2 separate regions of the Mus musculus genome follow, and region 2 is linked to region 1. The links are chromatin contacts, called in public promoter capture Hi-C maps. All regions are on one chromosome and are shown on one strand. The core of a region is the stretch at or near the end of the contact, and the rest is flanking DNA. Distances in the headings are between cores, read along the strand shown. Region 1 holds the start of Dazap1 (DAZ associated protein 1). Region 2 holds the start of Polrmt (polymerase (RNA) mitochondrial (DNA directed)).

Evidence for each region. Promoter capture Hi-C pulls out the DNA fragments that hold promoters and counts their contacts.
Region 2: a promoter capture Hi-C map of neural stem cells shows a contact between it and region 1. The contact joins the promoter of Polrmt here to the promoter of Dazap1 in region 1. A contact is called at or near these places in 1 of 39 promoter capture datasets (neural stem cells), 1 of 115 datasets of contacts at active chromatin or transcription factors (large pre-B cells) and 1 of 9 other capture datasets (adipose tissue).

Annotation. Positions count from the first base shown.
Region 1 is chr10:80,260,289-80,266,531 of GRCm38.p6, reverse strand. Dazap1 (DAZ associated protein 1) reads right to left here and starts at 1,518. Exons shown (of 12, transcript NM_133188.3): 1 at 1,354-1,518. The coding sequence starts at 1,382. It overlaps Gamt (guanidinoacetate methyltransferase), which reads left to right and starts at 5,520. Exons shown (of 6, transcript NM_010255.4): 1 at 5,520-5,811. The coding sequence starts at 5,631.
Region 2 is chr10:79,745,288-79,750,867 of GRCm38.p6, reverse strand. Polrmt (polymerase (RNA) mitochondrial (DNA directed)) reads left to right here and starts at 4,287. Exons shown (of 21, transcript NM_172551.3): 1 at 4,287-4,403; 2 at 5,096-5,194. The coding sequence starts at 4,316.

The DNA.
Region 1 (6,243 bases), core at 269-2,768:
TCTTGGAATTCCCTCAGCCCTCTGAACTATCCTTTAGTATCTCCCGACCTCACAGCTCAACCTCAGGGGTCCCCTATACCTTAATATAGCCTTTGGGAGGGTCCTTCAAACCCTTATTCTATAGGGCCTTCCCAACCACCTTATCCACATAACCCTCCAGCTCTCTTTTGGAGTCCTCTTCCTTCTCCTTCTCCTTCTTCTTCTTTTTTTGTTTTTCGAGACAGGGTTTCTCTGTGTAGCCCTGGCTGTCCTGGAACTCACTTTGTAGACCAGACTGGCCTCGAACTCAGAAATCCACCTGCCTCTGCTTCCCAAGTGCTGGGATTAAAGGCGTGCGCCATCACCGCCCAGCTCTGGGGTCCTCTTCTAACTCCTGTGAAGGACTCAGCACCTTGAGTTATCTTTTGGGGTCTCCCGACACCAACTTTTCAGTGTTCCCAAATTCCTTTAATTTTATCAGAGGGGGGCGTCTCCCCGACACCCAGGCTCTACTTAGGGTCCCTCTAACATCTGAACTATCCTTTAGTGTCCCTCAGTCTCCTGATTTGATGGTCACCTTAATTCCTGAAATCTGGAGAATCCCACAACCTCCAAAATTATCATTTGAAGACTCCTTGACCCCAAACTCCACTTAGGAAGCTCCAACATCCTGATCTGTTCTTTGTGATCTCCTCATCCCTGCGCTTTTACTAGATAACCCCAGCACCCTAATCTTTCGGGGTACCTCTCAGATCCCCGCGTTATCCCATGCGGTCTCTCTGAGTTGTAATCTATACTTTGGGGTTCCTCGGCACCCATAACCTAATTTATTTGACCTATGTATTCTTTAGGGTGTCTCAGCATCCTTAATCTATTTTACAGGGTTTCCATTACCTGTGATCTAGCTTTTAGAATTCAACTCCCCAGAGCAACTCTATGGGGTCTCTCTGCTCTATAATCTATTCTTTGGAGATCCCTCAGTTTCACCATTCTAATACTTAGGGTTCACAAGGACCCTGGTCCATTTTTGTAATCTCCCTGGTACTTAGAATCTATGAGAGATCTCTCAGCACCCCTAATTATCCTACATTACCTTCCTGACTTCAAGGATCCACTTAAGGGTCTTCAACACCCTGATTTATCATTTCAGGGTCTCTCAGTCCGGTGAGTTATCCTATGGGATGCCCCTGACCCGTGAACCTTCATTTAGGGTTTCTCTGGCTCGTGAGTTATCACCTTGGGTCCCTTCAGTTACCCATGGGCTGCCTTTGGGGCGACCCCCCAGCACCCCGGCTCTCCTCTAAAGTCCCGGCCCGGCCGGTCCGGCACCCCGGCCTCCCTCGCTCTGGGCCTGGCCCGGCTCCACAGCCTCACCCGATTTCGTCGGCGCCCGCGCTGTTCATGGCGCCCCGTCCCGGCCCGCTGCGCCCCGCTCCTCCGGAAGGTCACCGCTCGTCCCTCCCCGCAGCCGCGGCCCGGATCTGCGCAACGGCGGCGGCGCTGAGCCTCCTCCCTCCGCGCCAACGGTCGCTGCGCGTCCCCGCGCCTCCGCGCCTCCGCCCTGCGCACGCCCGGGCGCGCTCCCGCACGGGGCCTCCGGGGGCGGGGCCAGGGGCGCGCCGCGCGTGCGTGCCCGCTTGCGAGAGGGACGCAGAGCTCTGCGCCTGCGCAACACGGACAACCGAGACATGCGTTTCCGCCCTGTCGAATCTAATCCTTCTGGGAAATGCAGTCCTCTGCATTATCTGGCCTTCAGAAGGCGCGCGGAGGGAGACAGCCACGTGCGTGCGTACGCGTGCATGCGGCGCCGGGCGTTCATGGCGCGCGCAGGCGCAGACGCGGGTTCCCCTTTATCCACTCGCGAATCTTGGTCTTGCGTGGGGGCTTGCGAGGGGAAAAAGTCTAAGATGCCCCTCAGAGGCCGGTGCATAAAGCAGGCTGCACGTTCATGCTCTGAACTGTGTCACCTCCCGCTCTTCCTTTTTCGCAGATGATACACTGGGTCACAAAGGCTGACTCACCTGTCCAAGGTCATTCAGTTAAGGCTCGATTGGGTTCAAAGTAAAAATTAACCAAGTTCAATAGTTACTAAGAAAAAGTAAAAACAAAAAAACATTGTCCCTAGTACCACTAACATGGACAGCCACACTCTTACTACTATCTATTGTCTGCAGCTGACTTCTCACTTGGATAATCTGCCTTTCCTCTCATAACCAGTTCCCTGTCTCAAAAAGGTATATAAAGCTGGGCAGTGGTGGCGCACACCTTTAAACCCAGCATTTGGGAGGCAGAGGCAGGTGGATTTCTGAGTTCAAGGCCAGCCTGGTCTACAGAGTGAGTCCCAGGACAGGCAGGGCTACACAGAGAAACCCTGTCTCGAGAAAACAAAACAAACAATAATAATAATAATAATAATAATAATAATAACAACAACAACAACAACAACAACAACATAATAAGTAAGTGAATAAAACGATGTAATGGCTCAGTTTGTTGAGCATCTTTCTAGGCTAAAGAGCTGGGTTCCATCCCCAGACTACTTAAAACAGTCATGGCAGTGCAAACCTGTCATCCCAGCGCTCAGGTTGGAGAGGAAGACTGGGAATTCAAGGTCAGCCTCCCTTGGTCAGCTATATAGTGAACTAGAAGCCAGCTGAGGTACACAAGACTTTCTCAAACAAAAACCAAAACATACATACAAGCAAACAAACAAAGCCTGAAGCAGGGCAGTATTGGTGCACACTTTTAAACCCAGCACTTGGGAGGCAGAGACAGGCTGATCTCTGTGAATTAAGTACAGCTAATATACAGAGTGAGTTCCAGGACAGCCAGGACTACACAGAGAAACCCTGTCTAAAAGGAGAAGGAGAAGGAGAAGAAGAAAAAGAAGAGAAGGAGGAGGAGGAAAAGGAGGAGGAGAAGGAGGAGGAGAAGAAGGAGGAGGAGAAGAAGAAGAAGAAGAAGAAGAAGAAGAAGAAGAAGAAGAAGAAGAAGAAGAAGAAGAAGAAGAAGAAGACGACGACTTTGAATTTGAGAGTGACCTGGGTCCTAGTCTCTATGTCAGTAGAACATAATATAATAACAGCAAAGTATAACAAGCAACAATTCATTTCTGTGCTGGGTATAACAGCTCAGATTATAAAAAACAGTCCAAAGCTTTTGTTTGGAGACAGAGTCTTCCTATGTAGCCCCAATTGTCCTGGAACTCATAGAGATCTTGCTGTCGCTGACTCTGGAGTGCTGAGATGACAAAGCTACCCATTTTCTGCTTTAATTAGACCACATGAGATCATCAGAAGGCCACTCAGAGGAGTGGCGCAGTGGACCTAGAATTCAGTGGGGGAAGTGCTCTCCTGGCAGGCACAATGCCCAAGACCCTTCATGAGCTGCAGAAACCGGGCATAGCAGTACACATTGTTGATCCTGGCACTGGAGAGGTGGAGGAGGCAGGATCTGGAATTCGAGGTCATCCTTAGCTGTGTGAGAGTTTGAAGCTATCTTGGGCTACATGAGAACCTGTTTCTTCCAGAAGACCAAAGTTTGATTGTCAGGACCCAAGTGGGAAATCACAATGCCAGTGACTGCGCCTCAGGTGGTGCACAGGGATGAGACACCAAGTACATTAAAAAATAAAAAACAGCGGGGCGTGGTGGCGCAGGCCTTTAATCCCAGCACTCGGGAGGCAGAGGCAGGTGGGTTTCTGAGTTTGAGGCCAGCCTGGTCTACAAAGTGAGCTCCAGGACAGCCAGAGCTATAAAGAGAAACCCTGTCTCGACAAACCAAAAAATAAAATAAATAAAAAAACAAACCAAAACTCCCAAAAGTGCTAACTGTTGCGGTTCTAAATTGGAGCCCTGGTCTCCACTCCTGTTTTTAGCAGTTTTCCCCACCTGTAAAATGAGGGCACCAACAGTTATTGCTGTAACATCTTCTAAGGATTAAGAGTGTCACTGCTTTTCCAGCAGTTCTTAGAAAAATCATCAGATCGCTACACCTAACATGTCCAAGTGACCCAGTAGTAAGCTAGAGCTGCTGAATGACAGGTATGGATTAGAGCAGCTGAGAGAGGGCCGGCTTCTTGGACCTCACCAGGCCAATGAATGTCTAAACTTGAGGCATTCAGCCAGGCATGGTGGCATACGCCTTTAAATCCCAGCAGTTCAGAGGTAGAATCAGGCAGAAATCTGTGAGTTCGCGGCCAACTTGTTCTCAATAGCAAGCTCCAGGCCAGTCAGGAGCTCCTGTCTCTAAATAAACGGATAAATAGAAATAAAAAAATCAACTTGGGCCGGGCCTGGTGGCGCACGCCTTTAATCCCGGCACTGGGGAGGCAGAGGCAGGTGGAGTTCTGAGTTCGAGGCCAGCCTGGTCTACAGCGTGAGTTCCAGGACAGCCAGGGCTACACAGAGAAACCCTATCTCGAAAAACCTAAAAAAAAAAAAAAAAAAGAATCAACTTAGAGGAGCATCGTGGACGACACGCTGAGATCAGGAAGTTTCACAGCCTCTTCAAACAGTAAATCCAGTACCCTTGCGAGCCAGCCAGGCAAATGCAGAAAGTCAAGCCTCATTCCAAATGTGGTGCCAGGGAGCTTGCCCCGCCCCTCCAGAAGCCACAACAGTGCACGTGCCAGCATATGGTACTCTCCATGGCACTGGGACCACTGGTAGTCTCTAAACGTCCCTCCTTGCACCGCAGGCACTTCACCCCTCATGGCTCCAACTTCCTGCCTAGATAACTTGGCCCCGCCCAGGTCCGCAGGCTCCGCCCCATTCATAGTAAAAGGATGGACTCAGCTGGACTCCACAATTACCCTATCCTCAGGCCCCGCCTCCTTGGCGCCAGCCTCAGCTCTAGCGGAAAGCTAGGCCCCGGATCCTGTTTTGCCTCTACCAGGCTGGGCCCCACCCGTGAAAGAAGACTAGGCTTCGCCAGTAGCAGAACGCTTGGATTTCATCCTATCCCATAAACACCTACCCCATGGCTCTGTCCTCATCCGTAGCAGAAGGCTGGACACCACGGTCTCAGCCGGCTGGCCCCGTTCCTTAGTTTCGTCTCTCATACTTAGCAGAATGGTGACCCCACCCCATTGCTCCGGCCCCGCCCCTAGCAGAAGGCTGGACTCTGTCCTACCATACAGGCTCCATCCTGTATGGCTCCTGCCTGCATTCCTCATAGAAGTCTGGATTCTGTCCCAACCCACAGCTCTGGCCCCATCCATAGCAAAAGATTGGACTCCTCCCCAGCCCACCAGTGCAGGACCTATCCCATTCCGTAGATCCGCCCCTCAGAACTTTACTTTGGGCTCCAGCGAGTAGCCCCGACCGTGAGCACGCTCCACCCTGTCCCTCAGCTCCATCCACCCAGGCCCAGCCCAGTGCCAGGCTGGACCCCCTCCCAGAGCAAGGGCCAACCCTCTTCTAATGACTGGACCCACCCTAGCCCAGAAAAGCCCCGCCCCAGCGAGTAGGCCCCGCCCACACGGCTCAGCCACGGAGTTCTTTAGGGCGCATAGGCCCCGCCCCCGCCTCAGGCTCCCACCCACTTGAGTGCAAGGCTAATCTCTGTGCAGAGGCACCGCCCCACTCCGCCTCCACCGGCCCCGCGGCTCCGCAGCCCTGCGCTCCCGGCCTGGTTTGCACAGCCTCACCATGAGCTCTTCTGCAGCTAGCCCGCTCTTCGCGCCCGGCGAGGACTGCGGCCCCGCGTGGCGCGCGGCCCCCGCGGCCTATGACGCGTCTGACACGCACCTGCAAATCCTGGGCAAGCCAGTGATGGAGCGTTGGGAGACCCCCTATATGCATGCGCTAGCGGCGGCTGCTGCCTCCAGAGGTACTCTGCCAGAGGAAACTGAGGCTGCAGCTTAAAAGAGCAGGAGCTCCCATGCATGTTGCAAGTCTCAGTTTCCTTGCCTGAGGCACTGAGCTGCCTTGGGGCTACCTTGGTCGGGAAGGGAAGGGTATTTGCAAAAAGTGGACGCAGGAAAGAGGTCCCGGCTCCGAACTGGAACTTCCTCTCCCAGGGAAGATTTCTACTTCCCGGGGCTGGGTCTTCGGACCACAGTCGAGTGGAACTTAATAGAAAGAGCGAGAAAGAGCAGAGGGGCGTGAGGCTTGTGCTTGTCGGGAACCTCCGAGTCTCCAGGGGCTGTTGCTAAGAATAGCTTGGGAAAACTGAGCAGAGAGGCAGCTGTCCCGGTGCTGTGGCCCTGAACTTCTGTACAAGGGGTGGTGTCTGAGGCACCCCAGCTTCAAACAGGGCAGA
Region 2 (5,580 bases), core at 3,038-5,537, 520 kb after region 1:
TGCTCTCTGGATTCTCCCATTCCAGGCATTTCCTGTCGTGGAGACACCCACTGAGTGTCTTTTGAGAGCTGGTTCTCTCACTGAACAGCACGTCCTTGAGGGCATGTGTGGGAGTCTCACTCCTGTTCGGGGCTGAGTAATATTCCAAGATAGGGCTAGCCCATACTATATGCCTGTCATCCAGGTGTGTGGCAATGACTATTTTAAGTTTTGGTGTGGATGTGGGTTTTCACTTCTTCTGGGCCCATACACAGGAGTGGGGGAGGGGGGAATTGCTGGGTCCTGTGGGGTGGCAGCAGGGGCAGGGCAGGGATTGCTGGGTCACGTGGTGACTATGTTCAGCACTTCTGCTTCAGTCTCTGAATGCTGGCCCGGCAGATGTGGGATGAACACTCCACAGCAGTCTGTTCCTTTCTTTCCTGAGAGGGTTTCTCTGTGTAGCCCTGGCTGTCCTGGAACTCACTCTGTAGACCAGGCTGGCCTTGAACTCAGAAATCTGCCTTCCTCTGCTGAGTACTGGGGTTAAAGGTGTGTGTTGCCAAGACAGGCTCTTTCTTATTTAGTTAGTTTTGGATTGAGCTGTAAGGTAGACGTCAGAAGATCATCCTCTGGACTGTCTGCTACTCTATGGGGCCTGAGGATGGAACTCAGGTCTGAAGGCTCGGTGATAAACACCTTCAGTTGCTGGGCTGCCTTGCGGGCTGGCTTGACTTTTTTGTTTTCATTTTTTGTTTTGTTTTTTTGTTTTTTGTTTTTGTTTTTGTTTTTAAGACAGAGCAAGGTCTCACTCTATAAACTAGCTCAGGCTGGCCTTGAACTCAGCATCCTGAGTCCTGGTCTGGCATGACGGGCATGAGCTGACACTACTCTTGGCAAGAAACTAGTAGGGATCTTTTCTTGACAGGTACTAAGAATTGAACTCAGGCCTTTCACATGCTAGGCTCTACCCCTGAACCAGGCCCCCAGCTGCCTCTCTGTGGCATGCTAGGTGGAGCTCCTGACCACTCCCCAGCTCCTCTCAGGGTGGGGATGCTAGATGTAGGATCCACCCTGACCAAGCACCCACCCGCTTAATGGGGGAGTCTAGACAGGGGTTCTGCCTATGAGCTCTGCCCCCAGACCTGTTTCTAGTTTCTATATTGACACAGGGTCTCAATAAGCTGTAGAGGTTTTCCTCATACTCTCCATCCTCCTGAATATCTGAGACCACAAGCATGGACAAGGCCAGGCTTCAAAATTCTTTGTTTCATAAGGAAACCTGACCTCACCTTACAGTAGTAACTCCACTCTCCATTGACATGGTGACTCTAGTTGACTATTGACTATAGTGGAAAGAGACTTGGATAACCTACCACTGGCCCTAAAACACAGCTGGGTTGCTGAGGTAAACACAAGGGGCTGTGGCTGTGACTTTAAGGGTGAAGCCCCTGCCTAGGATCCTCCAGTAAGGAGCTGGGGGCCTTGTCAGGGGTGGAGCCCCTGCCTGGGGTGTGGCTTAGGGGAAACATCCATGTCTAGGATCTTTAGACTGAGACTCAGCAAAGTATGGAAACTCTTTTTTCTTTCTTTCTTTTTTTCCCTCGAGACAGGGTTTCTTTGTGTAGCTCTGTCCTGGAATTCACTTTGTAAACCAGGCTGGCCTTGAACTCAGAAATCTGCCTGACTCTGCCTCCCGAGTGCTGGGATTAAAGGCGTGCGCCACCACGCCCGGCTATGGAAACTCTTGATGTGGAAAGCCTGGTGCTCCAGCAAATCACAGAGGAACTTGAATAATACAGGATATGGGAAGAACTGGAGTCCCTGATTCTTTTGGCCCACAGAGATGTGAGCTGTCTTGGAGTTATAGGTCCTCCTGCTTCATCCTTGGGGACCAGGAAGGTGACCCCAAGAGGAAGTCAGGATTGAGGTCACTCTGCCTCGGGTATCCTGGGGAATGATCTGAGCTAGTTGCAGAGGGCAGTGCCCAATGCTGAAATCATTCCCAGCCAGTGACATCATTAAGGCCCCGCCTGCTTGGGCAGCTTGAACTGTATAATGGAGGGGCGGCCCCAGGTCTGATCCTCAACTTGAGTGCAGGTGGCAGCCTGAGTTTAATCAGAGGAAGTCCCATGAGTCCTGTCCTGGAGGCTTCTCTAGAGGCTTGGCTGCTCTTCTCATGCCCCAGGGCCTTTGCACTGGCTGGCATTTCTCCCTACCTCTGTCCCTGTCGTCATGCTAGTCTTTCACATAACAGCTGGCTGGAGTTCCCAGGGCTGTCCTCCCTGAGCCCCGCATGGGCACGATCTGACTGTCTACACCTGACAACACGTCTCTATCTGGCTCACTCTTCTTGCTCTGTTCTGTCTGCCTGTCCTGTGGAGGCCAGGATGAGTGGGAACATGATGTTGAACCACAGCGTGGATTTTCCATTGAAGTTTAAGGAAACATGGGCTTTCCCACACATCTTTCTGAGTGTCCCGTGCAGTTGGGTCACTTCCTGGAGTTCTCTGAACCTTCACAGTTGAAGTGTGAAGACTGAGAATCAGGGTTAACCACATTGCTTGCTCTCCTTCGCTCCCTCTCCTCCTCCCCCTCTCTCCTTCTCTGTCTCTCTCTTAATAGTTTATTTTTATCTTATGTGCATAGGTAGTTTGTCTGCATATATGTCTGTGTGAGGGTGTTGGATTCCCTAGAACTGGAGTTACATTCTGATCTGCTGTGTGTATGCTGGGAATTGAATGGGTCCTCTGGAAGAACAGCTAATGCTTTAAACCAATTAGCCATCTCTCCAGCTCCAACTAGACTTTAGGATATTTATTTATTTAATTGGGGTTTGTTTGTTTGTTTGTTTTCGAGACAGGGTTTCTCTGCGTAGCCCCTGGCTGTCCTGGAACTCACTCTGTAGACCAGGCCGGCCTAGAACTCAGAAATCTGCCTGCCTCTGCCTCCCAAGTGCTGGGATTAAAGGTGTGTGCCACCTGGGGTTAAGAGCACTGACTGACCTTCCAGTGGTCCTGAGTTCATTTCCCAGCAACCACATGGTGGCTCACAACCATCTGTAATGGAATTCAATGCCCTCTTCTGGTAGACAGAGATAGTGTACTCAGATACATAAAATAAATAAATCTTTAAAAAAACAAAAACAAAAGCAAAAACGGTGTGTGCCACCACACCCAGCTCTGAGTTTGTGTGTGTGTCTGTTTATCTGTCCGTTTGCTTGCCCGACTGCCTGATTGAGACAAGGTTTTATGTGCATTTTATGTGCTTAAATTTGAATCCGCCTGCCTTTACCTCCAGAGGGCTGGGATTATAAACCCAAAGCTCTCACTGATGCGCTCCAGACAGTAGAAGCCCTAGTACTGAGAAAATGAGCCCAGGTCCTGTCTTCTCAGGAGGGTACTGTCTGAGCTACAGAATTAGCCTGGAAAATTTAGTGAGATTCTGTCTCAAATATAAAATGCTGGTGCGTGATAGCACATATCTGTCATCCGGCACTTCCTGAGCTAGGAGGCAGGAGGATCAGGAATTCACTGTCATCTTTGGCCACATTAGAAGTTTGAAACCAACCTGGGCTACGTGTAGATAGATCCCTTAGTCCAACACTGGGAAGGAGAAGACAGCAAGGTCAGGCTTTCCAGATTAGTTCTCATACATGTAAATTGGAAGCTAACATGAGCTACATGGGACTCTGTGAATGTGAATGAATGAATGGATGGATGGATGAATGAAATCGCGATGTGGTACTATTTACACGTCTTTTCCATCTTTCTACGGCCCTGATTCCATTTGCACAAACACATATACATACAGAGAGACAGAGACAGAGAGAGGCAGAGAGGAGGAGGAGGAAGAGGAGGAGAAACAAATAGGGTAGGGACTGGGCGTGGTGGCGCACGACTATAGTCCCAGTACTGGGTGGCAGAGCAGGAGTATAAGGAGGATATCTGTTGAGTTCAAGGGAATCCTGTTAAATTCCAGGACATTCATGGTTAAATAGTGAGACTTTGTGCCAAAAATGTGCATATAGTACATAATATATACACATATGTAAATGTTACGCACATATATATGAACAAATAAAATAAAGCAGAAACCAGTCAATCAAAGAACAAAAAAATATAAAAACTAAAGAGGGAACTTGGATATGAAAAGAACGAATCAGAAGAGTATTTCTGCGCATGCTCTCTTGCCGCCACGCTGCCCGCTGCCTCTTGGGAGTTGTAGTTCTCCTTCGACTCCTCTCACAGGACAGACCCTAAGAGCGCTTCCGGCAGTCGCAGAACTACAGCTCCCTGCAGGCGGCGCGTGCGCGTGCGCACTGCGGGCAGCAGGCGGCATGTCGGCGCTCCGGTGGACCCGAAGCGCAGCCGGGCTTGGCCGGGTTCTGCGCTCCCCTGGGCCCCACCGCCCGCCTTCGGAGGAAGGTAAAGGAGTGTCGGATCCAGGACTATAATCTTCCCTTCCTTAGGATCCCGGTCACCTTCAACCTTTGTTCTTTGACCTATGGAGGAGTTTCTGGGGACCCATTTAGCTGGGCACTAGTTGGCAACGTCTCTCTAGGTCCGCAGGGCACTTTGACTTTTGATTGTTGCTCGCTTTTCCATGTCTCTGACCCACTGTTGGGGACTTACGGATATTGGCATTGACCTTTGGCTACTTTTAGTTAGGAGTACTTCTTGCTGGATCCTGCACCCCGATCCTTATAGCTTTGGCCTGTTCTGCCCTTGAAGTTGGTCTTTTTCTGGGTCTGGATTTATTTGTGGGCGGGGCGTGTTTTTTTTTTTTTTTTTTTTTTTTTTTTGAGCCATGGTGTTTCCATGTGGTTCATGCTGGATGCTTTATTTGAACTCAGGTCCTACTGCTTCAACCTCCTGAGTTCTGAGATCCCATGCCTGGCAGTCCTTGTCTTTTGATCCATTTCTTTCTGGGCATGACGTAAGTTTGAGGCAGGAACTCACACTAGCTTAACCTAGAACTTCCTTTGTAGCCCAGGCTGGAATCCAATTGGAGACCCTCCCACCTCAGCCTCCAGAGACCTGGGGTAATAAGTGTGCATGCCACGGTGTCCACTTGATAGGATGGTTTCTGTGTTCTTATTCTTCATGTCTCTTTCTAGGGACTTTTGGTGGCTTCTGCAGCTCAAGAAGGAGCTCCGCTGCCAGTCCCCGTGAGCAACATGTCCTGAGGGAGTGGGGCCATGCTGAACTGCTGGAAGGTAAGTTGGTGTCCTAAGTCCTTCTCCACAGTGAAGCCTTGAGGGAGTGTGCTCTGCGTTGTACCTGACCACTCCAAGGGAGTATGTAAAATGGGGTCCAGAGTCCACTGAGCAGTGTTGTCTGGCTGGCCTGTCTGTGGTCCTGTGGGTCCTCTTGTGCTGGTTCTGGGAGCTGCTGTAATTCCATTCCCTGAGTTCCAGATTCCCACCTGGGGCTCTCACTTCTAGGAAGACAGTGGAGGCCCCAAATACACCTGAACAATACCGGATTTGCATTGTTGGAATGCTGACATAGAAGTCTCCAGTTTTAGTCCTGCAGAGTCGAGGTGCAGCTGGAATCCAGCCTGTCTGCCAGGCCTGCCTGTCTGTCTTCCTTCCTTCCTTCC